Regions from separate parts of the Mus musculus genome. Here all the other regions are linked to region 1. A link is a contact called in public promoter capture Hi-C data. All regions are on one chromosome and are shown on one strand. The core of a region is the stretch at or near the end of the contact, and the rest is flanking DNA. Distances in the headings are between cores, read along the strand shown. Region 1 holds the start of Flicr (Foxp3 regulating long intergenic noncoding RNA). Region 2 holds the start of Ebp (phenylalkylamine Ca2+ antagonist (emopamil) binding protein). Region 3 holds the start of Rbm3os (RNA binding motif protein 3, opposite strand).

Region 1 (2,608 bases), core at 74-2,573:
GCTACAGCCCCGCCTCCATGTCTGCTCACACACAGCCTTCCCGTCTCTGTTCAGTCTCTGTATTGGCTAGATCTACCTTGTTACCACCTCTTGAAGCCATAGTGTGCGCTCACTAGACTCCTCCATTGGCTCATTGCAACTATTATCGTCATTCTGTCTCTACATCATTCGCGTGCAGTTCTCCATTGGCTGTTCATTTTATCTGTCTTACGTCTCACCGCCTACGCAACCTGCGGATCTCCCAGTTTTTGGACCTCTGGGTTCGCTCCCCGTTGCCCCCATTGCTTGTAGCCATTTCATCTTCCCGCCGCCTACCATGCCCTTCGTGCTCAGACTTTCCCACTAATTGTCATACTCCTGCTGCTACATCTTCGGGCCCGCATTAACCCTACTCAGGCCTCTCCATTGATTCCGTTATCATCCCGCCTTCCATCCCGCCCACGCGCGGGCGTCCTCATTGGTTGCTAGCTTCTCCTGCTTGTCAATCACCTGTACGTCACTCCCGCGTGGCTGTCCATTGGCTGTTGGCCGTACCTGTCTCTAGCTCACCGCCTACGCTCCACTGGAGCCCCACCCCCCTGTTCTGGCTTTCTCATTGGCTGCCCGCCTTTTCAGGCCCTGCCCCCGCCGGTCCCACCGCCGGTGCCGTCGGTGCCGCCGCCGCCGCCGCCGATATGGCGCGCACGGCCCCTGTGGAGCCACCGCTGCGGCATCCCGCGCCCCCGTCGCCGGCTGCGGGAGAGCCCCGCGCCTCGGCTGAGGCGGCGGTGGCCCCGCGGAGGGTGCTGTTCGCTGACGAGGCCCTGGGGCTGCCTCTGGCGCAGCTACGCCGCTACCGGCCGTGGGGCGGGCCCGGGGCGGGCAAGATGGCGGCGGCGACCGGGCAAGATGGCGGCGGTGGCGGGGCTGATGAGGAAGACGATGGCGAGGATGGGGATGAAGGGGAGGAGGAAGAGGAGGCTTTTCCCGATCCCTCTCCGCCGTGCCCCGTTCCCGCTGGCGGGGGGTTTTACCTGGTGCCCACATTTTCGTTGCCGCCCGCGCTGGGCCGTCTGGAGCGGTTGGGGCGCGTGATGGTGGAGTTGGAGGCGCTGCTGCCGCCTCCTGGAGCGGTTCCCGGGGGTTCCGGGGTGTGGGTGCCTGGGGGACGCCCGCCAGTGGTGCGCGGGTTGGTGCGCGTGCTGAACCGCTCCTTCGAGAAGGCGGTGCACGTGCGGGCCTCACACGACGGTTGGGCTACCTTCTGCGACCACCCAGCCCGCTATGTCCCACGCAGCCCGCCTGGGGCAGGAGTGGGAGGAACAGGAGCAGGAGATCCCCTCCTGGATCCCGGGCTAGGCCTGGGCCCTGGCCAGATGTCAGCCTCCTCACCCGACGACGGTGGCTGCACTGACCGCTTTGCCTTCCAGCTGCCCTTTGCTGAGGGCGCGAGCGATGGGGCGCGCCTCGACTTCGTGGTGCGCTATGAGACCCCCGAGGGCACTTTCTGGGCCAACAACCATGGCCGCAACTACACTGTCCTGCTCCGGATCGCACCCGCTCCCACACCCACTGATGCCGAAGGGCTGCCCCAGCAGCAGCAGCTGCAGCAGCTGGAGCCACAGCCTGAGTGCCAGGGTCCTGTGGAGGCTGAGGCCAGGCAGCTGAAGAGCTGCATGAAGCCGGTGAGGCGCAGGTAATGTCTGCCAGCGCCACCTCCACCAACACAGGGCTGGATGTAGAAGCCTCCCATCCCAGCACTTCCCCCTCCCCCAGGCCTGCTCTCCAGGACAGGCAGGAGGGTGCATTCGGTCAAAGAGTAGTGCAGGCCAAACATGTGCTAGGCACTGTTTTAAATTCTGGGGTATCATCCATTTATTGAGTTCCACTATAAGGCCCTGAACAAGACAGACACCTTCCCTGTCCCCAACCATCCCGCAAAGGCTCCTCTGGGAAACAGAATGCAAAAGCAAACAAGCAGATAAGATAAATAGGGCTAAGGTTAGTGCTGAGAGGAAAATACTGTAAGGCTCTGGAGGGAGTGGCTGCTGCAGACGTGTTGAGGGTGAGCTCTTGTGAAGAGTCCCAGACGGTGATAACGAAGAGTTATGGACGAGCGAGTTGGTAGAGTTTGGACCAGGTAGGACTCTTTCTGAGGAGGTGGCATTTAAACTTGAGTCCAGAGTGGTACGGAGCAGTGATGCACATACAGGGGAGGTAGATGTAGATAGTGGGGACAGCAAAGTCCTGAGGTGGTTCTGGGTTTCGTATGACTGTCAGCCAGTGTGCTGGAGTGGAGAGAACATGACGTGCGAAGGTGTGGACTAAGGGTCTCCCGGCGTGGGGAGTCAGTCTGATTCCTATCTGCCACAGCAGGAAGCCAGAGTTAGAGAAACTGGTTGAGGAAGTGGTGGTACTTGGCTTTTTAGTTTCAACCATTTCTGGCTTTGAAGTCTATGCATCCTTTTTTTTAAAAACTGTTCCTCTGGTAGTCTGAGGCCTCCAGTGGAGTTTAGGGAGCGAGGCTCTATTCTCACATAAAAACATTAGCCTTGGCAGAGGCGGAAACAGATGAGAAGCGGACTTGAAGGTCACATCGCTCTTCTTTTTTTTTTTTTTTGCACACCTC
Region 2 (2,608 bases), core at 52-2,551, 620 kb before region 1:
CTGTCCTAGAACTCACTCTGTAGACCAAGCTGGCCTCGAACTCAGAAATCGGCCTGCCTCCCAAGTGCTAAGTGCTGGGACTAAAGGTGTGCATCACCACGTCTGGCTTCCCCCAATTTTTTAAGTACACAGTCTTCCTTTTTTTTTTTTTTCATTGCAAGAATTTGTCAGGGTTTACTTTGTCCTGTATTGGTAGACACTCAGATTTCTAGTGGTCTCATATACAAACGACCTCAGGGATCAGCATGACCCACCACATCCAACATATTTTTAAAATAACTCTTTTTGGTGTGCTGGAAATCAAAACCTGGGGCCTCCCCATGTAGACCCTCCCATCAAGCTGTATACTCAGCCCCTTAAAATGATCTTTAAAGAAGAAGAAACCAAACTGTATCTGGTCACCCTTGATAAGCACCTAGACCCTTCTTTTACTCAGGAATATGAAATACCAAAGATCCCTGGGCAAGAGATGGGTTTTCCGGAGACTCACTGTCCTTGTTGAATTTCAAAATCATGACTTGTTTCTCTCCCACAGGGCTACGGCATGGCATACACTGTCCACAAGTGGTCAGAGCTCAGCTGGGCCAGTCACTGGGTCACTTTTGGATGCTGGATCTTCTACCGTCTCATAGGCTGAGGCATATGACCATCATAATCCCCTTCAATACCCCTCCTTAGGGTGCCAACTCTGATGGGGGATGAGAAAAGACCCTTTCTCTACTCCTTTTCCCTTATCCATTCTTGACCCCCAACACCCCTCCACACAACATAGGAACACACACAACTTTCTATGCCTGTCAATCCTCACCCCGCCACCAGGCAGGAAGGGGGTGGTCCTTATTGGGCCAAGGAACGATGGATACTTGGGAAAGCAGACAGGAGCAGATCCAGGGCCTCTGCGCCTGCCGTCTCCCTTTTTTATATGCAGTTTGTTATTGTCGAATAAAAGTAGAACTTACACAACAGGCTCGGTTTTTTGGTTTTTTGTTTTTTTTTTTTTTTTTCACTGATCAGAGGGGAAAAAGGGAAAGCAAAGAAATTCCACCACACATAAAGGTTTGGAAACTGAAAATCGTGGAGAGGGAAAATAAAATTGTGATCTATTCGCGATGAATTCAACATGGTCTGTGATTGGCTAATGAGTCTATGATGGCGGGGTCCTGGTCCTGCTTGCGTAGAGCAGGGACAGATTTTGTGGGGGAGGCTTAGTAATACTTCATGGAAAACTGGGGGATCCCTGTACTGATTGGTTCGTCAGATTCGAACGGGGCGGGGTAGGGCAAGACAGAAGAAGGGTTGATGCCTACTGGTCCGTAGGTAATAATTAAAATGACAGTTTGAGATGATCAATATTCTGACTAAATGCTGACGAGGTCTGTTTGCCAACTTGTTTACCGTCATGCCTTCTGTTTGGCTTTTAAGAACTGGCACTGTTGAGAGTCTACACCAACTGCTCAGCAGGAGTGAGGGTTTGAAGGTGACCGATGCTGTTAGGACTGGAGAGTTCTGAGCTCTGGTGGGCGCTAGGTTTGTTTGTACTGAATGTAATCCACCTGTCGTATTCTCTGCATTTGGGCTAAGAATGGGTCCGGGAACTGATTGGTTGCCTAGAAAACTTAGAAGACCACGCAACTCCGGTCACTAGCAAATGTTGAGGGTTTCAAATTTCAGCCTCATCTTGTGCGATTGATAAGAGGGCAGGGAAATTGAAGCTCAGAATAGCATAGATTTGCTATCGGGAGAAAGCGCCCACAGACCTTGGAGGTCTCCACCCTACTCCTGACTTGGTCTCAGCCAACAGGGAAGATGACACCATAGGCGAGGACAGGGCCTGCGACATTCGGAGGACTCCTATTGGCAGAAGCCACCTTCTCCACTTCACTATTGGTCCGCTCCATCGGGCGGGGAAGCGCTAGAGCTGAGCGGAACTGGGGCTATTAGGGAGCCTGCAGGTCTTCCTGGAAAGTCGCAAGCCTGTGTTAGGAAGTCGCCCTGCGATCGCGCCGCCTGGGGTGAGTGCCAGCCAGCTTGTCCGAGCCCCTCCACGTGCCCAGACCCTCCACGACAGCGGTTTGCCTGCGAGTCCTGCCCTACCCTGCGCTTGCGCGGGACCCGGGCCCTAAATCGGTTGTCCAGACGACGGAAGACTCGCCCTCTCGTTGGGCAGCTACAGTGGAGGGTTCTGGTTGTGATTGGTGGTCTCTGGGCTTTGTTTTCCTTTCTCTTGGTTAGCGCCGCCCGTGAGACCCCTGCTTTTGCTACTTCTAGCTTGTTGCAGGGTGGCACACTAATTGCCTGGACTCTTGCTTTTGAAACGTGGTGCTTGGGGCCGCAGCTCTGATTCCTCATCTCTGCAGCCCCCTGCGGGTGGGAGTAGCGTCCAGTTAAATCTCAGCCACTGGACCCTGCAGTGCACCCCGACTACATTCCTGTGTCTTTCCAACAAACTGAGCCCCAAAGTGCTAGGACCTGGCTTGTTGACAGTGACTCGCCCACCAGACTGTGATCATACTCTGTGACTAGCAACCAGAAGTACAACTCGATGATGCTGGCAGTACAATCTGATGATTCCTCTTTAGAGCCTCAGGAGCCTCTGCCTAGGTGTACC
Region 3 (2,608 bases), core at 77-2,576, 570 kb before region 1:
CCTGAGCATACAGTGAGGGACAGACCACAGGGTGAGAAATATTAGAACAACAAAAAGTATTCAACTAAAGATAACTACTTACAAATTTAATAAAAATCCATGAAAATCACTGAGAAATGTGGGAATAAGCTTACCAGGAATTACAGATGAATGGCATCCAAAGGGTAGCAAATCGATTTGTGGTGGGGTTGGTGGAGGAGTGGGAGGCAGGCCTTTACAATGTTGAACAAATTTATTCTAGGAGTCAACAATGTAGAGTTCCTGGAGGCAAACAAGTTATTAGGCACTGAAGGCTGGGAAAGATCACATCGTCAGGCAGTGGACTTAGACACTACTTGCTATGGATTTCATTATGTACTGCAAAAGTTCATCCTTTCGATCAAGACCCAGTATCCCGAATAGAGAGTAAAATTCGTTTAGTGGATTGAGATTTGCATCCTTTGAAGCTAGGCTACCTGGCTTGCTGAACGCATTATCAGGCGTAAAGAGACTGTCAGATAAGGATGCAAACTTAAGTCAGAGGATGACACCAAGGGAAGGAGTCCGCTAACACACAGCTATATGTTAGGAGGAGGGGCTAAGCATTCGGAAATGTAAGGTTTGACAGGAAGAACTCTGAAGGCCTCGGGGCCTTAAGGGATATGCAGTTAAAGGTCTAAAAAGAAAAGATTGGTTTCTGAGGACGGCAGTTCGCTGGCACCGACCTACTGTCAGTTAGGACTTCCTATGGAAAGGGAGAGATGACGTCAAAAACACTGAAAATGACGTCAGGGAGGAAAAGGCTCTATGGATCCAACCGTTTGAGATGGAAAGGGGGCCAGTCTCTCGGGCAGAAAGGAGATGCTTATAGGAGAACGCACTGAACTCATAAAGCTCCTCTCGATTCCCGGAAGCGGCGAGGCAAATTGCTGCCTCCGCCTTCCTCGTCCTCTTCCCAACCCCCCCCCCCCGCTGGCCTCAACCAATGAGCACGCACGCCAGGGCGCGCTGGGGGACGTTGTGTGACGTCTCGGCTACGCACGCTTTATCAGGCGTCTTCCCGCGCCGCAGTCTCTCTGTTCTCCCGGTTCCTTCGAGCTCGTCGTCTCTGCCGTCCTCTGACTTTTAATTTCCAGGTAAGCGCCTTCGCCTTGCTCAGCGCTCGTTCCCCACCTCACTTCCTTGCCCTCTATGGGCGAGGGACGAGGGCAGGAAGAGTTGTGGCCGCTGATATGTGGGCTTGAGCTTTGAGGAGGGTTAGTCCCAGGCTCGAAGGCAAAAATGTATTCATTGTGAGGCGGGCGTGCTGCATCGGAACGGGAGAAATGCCGGAAGGCACGGGCTCGGGCGGCGGCGGGGACCACGCGCCAACCTGTACCGGCTGTCCCTTCCCACGTGACCGCCGCCATCTTGTTCTGCGGGGAAAGAGGAAATGCAATGCTGCTGTAGGCCTGCGCGACCGTACAAAATGACGGGCGTGGCAGCCTGGGATGTTGTGGGCATGCGCGATAGGAGTCATCAAATGGCGGATGGGCTCACCCAGCCTTGCTGGTTCCCGCCTTTTCTGCTCCCGAGCCTCTTGCCATTTGAATTGTCTCTTTTAACCCATTTTCTGTCTTCGCTGTAATTCTCTGTATCCGGATATTGTACACCTCACTACCTGCCACATTGACTCCCCAATAATTCGTGCACTCCCTTTAGGACTTGCCTTCTGCCATGTCGTCTGAAGAAGGGAAACTCTTCGTAGGAGGGCTCAACTTCAACACCGATGAACAGGCACTTGAAGACCACTTCAGCAGCTTTGGGCCTATCTCTGAGGGTGAGCCATGGACCAGCCCCGGGGTTGAGGGTTGGTGGAGAAGAGCTAGTCTAGAACTAAAACCTGAAATTCTCTTTAACTTCCATGTCTGTACGGTAACGGTTAGGCTGAAATAAATTCAGTTGGATACAGGATTTTTTTTTTTTTAAACAGGAGCGGGGGGGTTGGCGGGGTCCTAATTCTCCCAAGTGCTATTTGATCTGTGGCTGTGCCTGGCTATTACTTTCTACTTAGATGTTAGGGTTCTAACATTTGTCTTTCTGCCCCTCCCCCAGTGGTTGTTGTCAAGGACCGGGAGACTCAAAGATCCCGGGGTTTTGGCTTCATCACCTTCACAAACCCAGAGCATGCCTCAGATGCGATGAGAGCTATGAATGGAGAGGTGAGGCCTCCTGCCTGCACAGGGGCCGTCTCCCTGTCTGCCACTTTCTTCGTTCTTTCTGTTTTCCCTCTATGTCTGCCAGGGGCAGCGTGGCCACTCACAGGAGCATGACTGCCTTCTGTTCTAGGGGGTGGAGGGCAGCGGCAGACAGAGCCGGGCTGCCTGGGAGGCGACGACTGGTCCTGCATGAGGCGGAGAAGCCACCTGTGGATGGTTGACCTGCTCTGGGCTTAGGTAGTAGAGTCTGCAGAGCTGTGGGCCTGGCAGAGGACCGGAGAGGACCTCGTGAGTCTGCTGGGATGGACTCTGAAGCCTCAGACCGAGAGAGGTGTCTAGCCCTAATAGTCGGGCAGCTTAGAGGAGTGGGGAGGATACGTCAGCCTGAGTTCAGTCAAGATGTAAGTAGTAGCAGGGGAGACCGGTGGATT

Evidence for each region. Promoter capture Hi-C pulls out the DNA fragments that hold promoters and counts their contacts.
Region 2: a promoter capture Hi-C map of cranial neural crest shows a contact between it and region 1. The contact joins the promoter of Ebp here to the promoter of Flicr in region 1. A contact is called at or near these places in 3 of 39 promoter capture datasets (cranial neural crest, liver and pre-B cells).
Region 3: a promoter capture Hi-C map of erythroid cells shows a contact between it and region 1, with 33 times the contacts expected there. The contact joins the promoter of Rbm3os here to the promoter of Flicr in region 1. A contact is called at or near these places in 6 of 39 promoter capture datasets (cranial neural crest, erythroid cells, hippocampal neurons and 2 more), 1 of 484 Hi-C or Micro-C datasets (embryonic stem cells) and 2 of 115 datasets of contacts at active chromatin or transcription factors (embryonic stem cells and memory CD8 T cells).

The regions. Positions count from the first base shown.
Region 1 is chrX:7,572,315-7,574,922 of GRCm38.p6, reverse strand. Flicr (Foxp3 regulating long intergenic noncoding RNA) reads right to left here and starts at 1,323. Exons shown (of 3, transcript NR_029473.1): 1 at 1,014-1,323. Ppp1r3f (protein phosphatase 1, regulatory subunit 3F) reads left to right here and starts at 642. Exons shown (of 4, transcript NM_138605.3): 1 at 642-1,675. The coding sequence starts at 675.
Region 2 is chrX:8,192,205-8,194,812 of GRCm38.p6, reverse strand. It overlaps Ebp (phenylalkylamine Ca2+ antagonist (emopamil) binding protein), which reads left to right and starts at 1,301. Exons shown (of 5, transcript NM_007898.3): 1 at 1,301-2,012. Porcn (porcupine O-acyltransferase) reads left to right here. Exons shown (of 15, transcript NM_023638.4): 15 at 536-967. The coding sequence ends at 637.
Region 3 is chrX:8,144,145-8,146,752 of GRCm38.p6, reverse strand. Rbm3os (RNA binding motif protein 3, opposite strand) reads right to left here and starts at 1,326. Exons shown (of 3, transcript NR_033561.1): 1 at 1,022-1,326; 2 at 135-261. Rbm3 (RNA binding motif (RNP1, RRM) protein 3) reads left to right here and starts at 873. Exons shown (of 7, transcript NM_001166410.2): 1 at 873-1,115; 2 at 1,681-1,798; 3 at 2,074-2,180. The coding sequence starts at 1,696.